Linked DNA regions of Hordeum vulgare: region 1 is linked to region 2. Evidence: chromatin contacts called from public Hi-C data. All regions are on one chromosome and are shown on one strand. The core of a region is the stretch at or near the end of the contact, and the rest is flanking DNA. Distances in the headings are between cores, read along the strand shown.

Region 1 (3,385 bases), core at 881-3,380, 260 kb after region 2:
CTCACAAAAAGTGAAAAGCACAACTGTGCTTATAATTTTTTTGTTTTTTGTTTTTTAGTTTTTTTCTTGAGAAAAAGTTCACCGGAACTTGTTAACATGGGGCCTATTTTCTGAATATCTTAACGCTCCAACGATGAAAAGGGTTCATGAGTTAGACGAGGTCTAACAGAACATTTTTGAAACAAATTTTAGAAAAATAAAGAAAACTATCAGGTTGTAATAAGTGATGCACATGAAGTGTGCCCACTTATTAGGATCGAAGAAAATAAAAAGTGACCTTTGCATGGGATAACCCTTAACTAATGATCTCGACAAACCGGTGCATCGATAGTTGCCCGTCGTTCTCCGTGCAAAAAATTTATCGGGCTGGCCCATTTCACACAGCTCATGAGCAATCCGTGAGTGGTAGTGCTTGCAATAAGCGGGAGTAATTAATCAGAGAGTACTTGGGATGCTGAGAGCGCGCCACATGTGACATCACTTGTCGTGCTCTAGACGCTTTCTGTGGATTTTGTTTTCTTTTTATTGTTCTGCATTCATTTTCGGCTTTTAGTTGATTTTTTAGTATTTTTCGGCTTTCCCCGGGTTTTCTTATGTTTGGACCCAATAAAATTCAAAAAAAAAAATTTTACATGAAAACGTGATTTCTTTTTTTTCTTCCGTAAGAGGCCATATTTACTTCTTGTGGAAGCATGGATTTTTTTTTTCTCGAGAGGCACCGTCGTGCCTCTCGTAAAAGGGAAAAGAAAAATGCATTTTTTCCTACTAAGAGAGGCACGGATTTACTTTCGTAGAGGTACAAATTTGCTTTCGCGAGAGGCGCGATCGTGCATCTCGAAAAGGGAAAACTTGTGTTTTCTTCTTCTTTTGTGAGAGGCATAGATTTTTTTTATGAAGGCACATATTTGCTTCCACGAGATGCACGGTCGTGCATCTCGCAAAAGTGAAAAACACGTCTTGTCTTCTTTTTTTTCTCCACAAGAGCCACGACTTTGCTTCGCACAAAGGCACATATTTGCTTCTGTCGCGAGAGACACAAATTTACTTCTACGGAGGCACGAATTTGCTTACGGGAGAGCTATGCTTGTGCAAAAAGAAAAAACATGATTTTTTATCACGAGGGTCATGGATTTACTTTTTGTGGAGGCATAGATTTGCTTTCGCGAGGGACACGGTCGGTTTACAAGAAAAACATTTTCCCGGTTCGGGGTTTTTTCGTGAAAAAAAAGTTCCTTGAAAACTATAAACGAGGGATATAGTTTTCAAGATCTCGTTGTGAGGAATCTAACGATGAAGACTATTCAAGATTTGAACGTACGGCTTGAGAAATAAAAAAAATTAAATAAACGTATTTACGAAAAATAAAGAACTCCTAAATTGTGATAAGTGACATATATACAGTGTGATACTTGTCGTGACCTGAAAAAATAGTGACCTTTATAAAGAAAGCCCTTTAACTAGTGATTTCGACAATAAGCGCTATATCTCAGCATCCCTATGTCATGGTCATGCGCAGTTAACCATCATCAAGCCCTATAAATTATGTCATGATGTCTCATACGGCTGTACCGACACTTACTTGAGATAATGTTTTGAAATTGAGATGTTTATTTCAAAGTAACTCTTGCCTTTTTCGGTACGTAACTTGTATAAGCAAGCATCGACCATAAGACCGAGAAGCCTGAAACCGAGAGAATTTGACGATATGTATTGAGGCGGCAGAGAGTGATGTTCGTTATAAGTTGTGGTCAGTGTGACGAGTGACATGACCCCAACTACACGTTGCACTGGACGGTAGGGTACGGCCCGGGACCCTGTGCGGTCTACGAAGATGTTTGCTGTCTTTGTTTATTGTCCAGTTGATCAACAAGTGGAACCCATACAAGCATCAGAACGCACTGATATCATTGCAGATACAAGCGTTTTGTTCTTCCTTTGCGTTTGACTGACATGTTATTATTTTTCTAAGCCCACGCATCATTTCCGATTCCCCCGTGTGGCCGTGTTGCATGTGTCATGTGCTCATGTGTGCATGGTGGATTATTCCTCCCGGTTGGATTTGTATAGTGGGCTCTATCCACGACCTTTCGGCTCGACCAAAAAGATATCATTCTCTTAACCAACGGGATGACGAGCCTGCGATGGAAGCGACCGCGATACGAACCACGCATGACTCGACCCGATATCACCAGTGGTGGAGTACTGGTACTGCCGGTGTTATCCATGGCCATGGGTTCCGGCGGCGTCCGGGAGCGCACGACACGGCCGGCGGCGTGAAACCGAGGGAAGCCTTTTTCCTTGCCATGGGCGGGAGGCATCCCGCGATCTGATCTGATGTGATGTGTTGCAAGGTGGAGGTTGCCCGATGCCCGCGGTCGCGTCTACGCGGTTTCGGGCTTTGGTGATTCCCTTGCCTTTATCTCCTTCCCTGAAGATTCCTCGCCGTGTCTGGCAGCGGTGCCGGCGGCGAAGAGCCTGAATGGTTCACACGTGTGCGGCGGTCGAGGTCGACCACGCCGGCCGCCCCTGGCACCCGTGAATCCATGCGTGCCGCACGCCGTCCGGGCCGGGAAAACGGACAGCTCGTCGCCACGCATGTGTCCAGTTTACGAGGAGGCTGCAGCTCAAGCATGGGGAGTGGGGACCTCCCATATCGGGGGTAGAGTCCACCAAACGCGCAGGGGCAGCGCGTAATGGCCCGGCCCAATTAACAGATTCGAGTTTTTTTCGCACAGAATTCGGGTTGTTTGTTTTATTTCAGAGAAATATTGTACAAAACATAATCGCTACTTAGAAAATGTTCCCGCATATTAAAGTATTGTTCAGGATTTTTTTTCTTTTTATGAATTTATCACAAATTTCAAAACCGGTTCAGGATTGTAAAAAATCACTAATTTTAGAATTATACGCAAATATTATAAAATATTTCAGAATTAAAATATCCATGAAATTAGAAAAAATCATGAGTTTTAAAAATACTCCTGAATTTAGAAAATGTTCAGTAATTTTGAAAATTAAAGACTTAAAAAATAATATTAAACTTCCAAAATATTCATGAATTTTAAAAATATTTATGGATTCTAGTAAATATTAACTACTTTCAACAAATTTTCACAAATTTTAGAAATATTCTTGGATCTCAATAACTATTCGCGGATTTGAATATTAGATTTCAAAAACCGACCTCAGATTAGAAAAACAAAAACAAAGAAAAAAAACTAGCTAGGAAGAAACATAAACTATAAAATGGAACCTTGTGAAACATTCCTAAAACCTAAATAAGAAACAACACAAAAGCACTGAGTTGGCCCGCCCAATAGTGCGTGCGGGTTGCACGTTTGCTCGACTATCCTCGCACTATGCGATTGGCCATGCACATGTGCAT
Region 2 (3,394 bases), core at 78-2,577:
GACACGCTAATCACTGCATGGATCTTTCTTCTAGCCCAGAAATCCAGATGGAACGAAAATCTGAAACAAGAGAGTAAGAAAGACTGTCAGAAGAAAAGCACACCGAGTTACTAACTCCAAAGGTAAAACTGGTAGCCAAGATTACACTGAAAGTAACACAGAGATAAACAGATCAAGTTAGTCTGAAGAAAAGACTTTGAGTGGTAGAGAACCAACCACTAGCATAGCAGGCACCCTACAGATAACAAGCAAGGGAAGGTAGGAGCATGGTGTAGTAGTGCTGACCGAAGAAGATCGTCACGATTACATGGCCAAGCATCCCAGTCCCAGCAAAGAAACAGCCGTACTAAAAGTAGGAGTATGACCTGAGCGCGCGCAAACAAAAGAGAGGCCTGTAGACGACTACAACGGGTCGTAAAGTAATCCCCGCCTCATCATCATAATAATTTTCCTACACCAAACCAGCTGCACGGGCAGTTTGACCCAACCAACTACTACTCCCTTCCCTTCCCGGCACAGACAGCATTGATTAATTAACTAACATCCACTGAAATAAATATAGATCGCACAAGTCAATGGTCCAAAGCCCCTGGATCTGCTTGTTCTGGCCTGCACAAATCGAGATGTCTAATCTACCACCAACCGTTTGACGCGGTCTCAGCAAATTCTCCCTAGGTACTAGTACTAGTATAGCTCGCAAGCATGGTCATGGCCTAGTACCGACTACTGAGGCCGTACGGAGGTACGGCCGACCAGGCTTGCAAAATACTCGTACTCGTACGCAGAGAAAGCAAGTACAGTACTACTACCAAAGAGAAACTAGGAAAGCAGCTTCGTTCTCGCTTGCGCGGCTGCCAATCTCACGAGAAAATTAACAAACTGGGCATCGATTCACGGGAAAACCACTGGTCGCCACCAAACCAAACATCAAGAGCCCCCAAGCTAGACGTGACCCGGAACGAGCAAAGGGGAGGTCATGGCGTAACATCCATCTTCATTTCTTCAAGCGCTCATGATGCTCATACTACTACTAGCAGCTACGGGGAAGGCAGGCGGGCAAGACGGGAGGAGCAGGAGGAGGAAGGAAGGAAGTACCTCTGCGCAGTAGCTCCGGCCGGTGGCTCGCCGTACGTACGTCGGACCCTTGAGCTGGAGTCGAGGCGAGGAGGATTCGTGCGGCGACGGCGAGAAGAGAGATCGCGAAGGGAGAGGGGAAGAGGTGCGTGTGTGTGTTGGTGGCCTCTGAGGTTGTGGTGGGGGGAGTGCGATGCTGTTTCCTGTAGGGGGGGCTGGGCAGCAGAGCTAGTGGATCCTCCGGGTGGCCGTTGCTATTTCTACCCGCGGGACGCGTCGTCCGCGGTTTTGTGCCGTCGTGAGGCGTGACGCGCGGGCGGGGGCGGGGGCGGGGCGTTCAGACCGCGGGTGCGTGCGTGGCGCGCACCGGGCTCGGGGATGGATGGATGGATGAAATATCTCCCTGCGGTGCCCCCCACGAGACCAACCTGCCACCACCACTGCTGCACGCACTCGTGCGTCGTGCGTCCAATTCTTGACGCGCTCCGCGCCTGGACTGCGGACTGGATGGAGGTTGGACCGTGGGACTCCACGAGCCTCCCGCGCTAGGTATTTGCTTGCTTGCTTGCTCGGGATCGATAATTGTGCTATGTGTCTGTGTGTGATGCGCCGGGATGACGACGACGGCGTACTTGTCGTCGGCCACTGTCGCCGTCGTCTCGCAAGGAGAGAACAGAGATCGTCACGTGCTGCTGGATGGGATCGGACGATGCTTCCTTCGTCGAGGTGTTTTTTTCCCCAATGGATGGATGTTTTCGCTCTGTGCCATCAAGGTGCCAGTTGATACTCGCTAAACAGCGGGCCGATGACTACCGGCCTGCTCGCTTCCAACACGCCTCTGTCGCCTTCCTTCCACTTTTCACCGTGTCTCCTTCGTCTCACCACATCTATCTATCTATGTATGCTATGTCGGCGTTGAACACGAATTGAAAATTTCGAAACAGGCGAAGCGAGCTCGTGGTTTTGAGGATTTATTCTCCACCATTCCGTTCCGTTCCGTCCAAGAAGATTTACGGATGCTTATCTTAGCTTTTCCGCCACATGACCAGCACGTACTAAGATATTCCGCGTCTACACGGATATGAAAAGGCCGGGAGGTCCTTCCCATCATCTCTTCTTTCAGTGGCATCATTTCTCATGTCTGTCCCCGGGAAATTATCATCCACGCCCCGCCTTTCTCGCTTTTCACAACCGGTCCTTTGGCGTCGACCCACCTTTTCCTTCCTTTTTAACTCCAAGATCGCATGGTGGGTCCGTGTGCACCACGCCCAAGCTAGCTGCAGCATGATGCTAACATGATAAAGAGTGCTAGTAGTATGAGATGAGTGCTCCGTATCTTTTTCTTTTCTCATGTGTTGCGATGCTGTCTCATCACTGTGAAGGCGTTCCATTAAATTGGTCCATGTCTGAGCCTCTACGTCCCTTCTTCGGTGGAGTGTACGCCTCCAGAATGTGGATAGCATGCATGCACTGACCAAAACTGATATGCACAATCTTCACTCATACGAGTATTACTAGGAAAAGCAAGGTAGGTAGTGGAGTACTCTTAACACATGTGGTACCCGGGCTGTCGGAGTAGTATATTATTGATTTTTTTGACAAAATACTAGTACCACACTTCTACCTTGACACAAATGTCACACCTTGTGCCGTTGACAAGTGGTCTCAGACTCCAAATATTATTAGGGTGAGGTGGAGCCATGTGAGTATGACATGAAGCATATCTTCTATTTTTAAATAGCTATAATCCATTAGCTATTTTTTTAGGCATGCAAGTATGCCACATGAGCAACTCATGCATGTAAGTCATAAATTACATTGTTTTTTATTACTTTATGCATGCAAGCACCACATCACTAATTCATGCATGTTACTCTTAAGTTATTTTTTATATTAGATTTTGTATTGAAAATATATGTGTTGGTCACATGTACTCCCTCCGTCTCAGTTTACAAATCCGGCACATGTACCTAGGTCGTCAAATTGACCAACTTAATGAGCGACATATATATCCAAAAGTATATCATTAGAAACTTTAGATGTTTTATTTTCTAATGATATAATTTTTATGTTAAACAATATATTTTATATAAGTCAAATTGACGATCTAGATACACGTGCATGCCTTCTAAACTGTGACGGAGGAAGTACCATAAAGATGTAGTTCACATTCACATTTTTGTTAAAAATGACATTCTTTTTACTGTATTTTTTTCTCTTTTTATACTCTTTATATTTCATTTTTATTTGTAAGCTTACATTCGATTCTCATAAGTTATAGATATTTTTTTAGTAACGTCCATTCATTTAGGAAGTCTCC

What was found. Hi-C and Micro-C count contacts between places; a contact is called where the count stands out from the background.
Region 1: a contact with region 2 is called in a Hi-C map of seedling, with 4 times the contacts expected there. The contact joins the enhancer-like site here to the promoter of LOC123425543 in region 2. A contact is called at or near these places in 2 of 6 Hi-C or Micro-C datasets (leaf and seedling).

Annotation. Positions count from the first base shown.
Region 1 is chr2H:135,937,576-135,940,960 of MorexV3_pseudomolecules_assembly, forward strand. No RefSeq gene overlaps it. Among protein-coding and RNA genes, the nearest start is that of LOC123425544, 130 kb to the right of the region's middle. Within about 2 kb of position 2,131, at least 3 of the 3 cell types and tissues checked have open chromatin away from gene starts, as enhancers often do. A contact at or near this core is called in leaf and seedling, where this site is marked.
Region 2 is chr2H:135,675,817-135,679,210 of MorexV3_pseudomolecules_assembly, forward strand. LOC123425543 (chitin-inducible gibberellin-responsive protein 2-like) reads right to left here and starts at 1,328. Exons shown (of 2, transcript XM_045109234.1): 1 at 1,096-1,328; 2 at 1-60.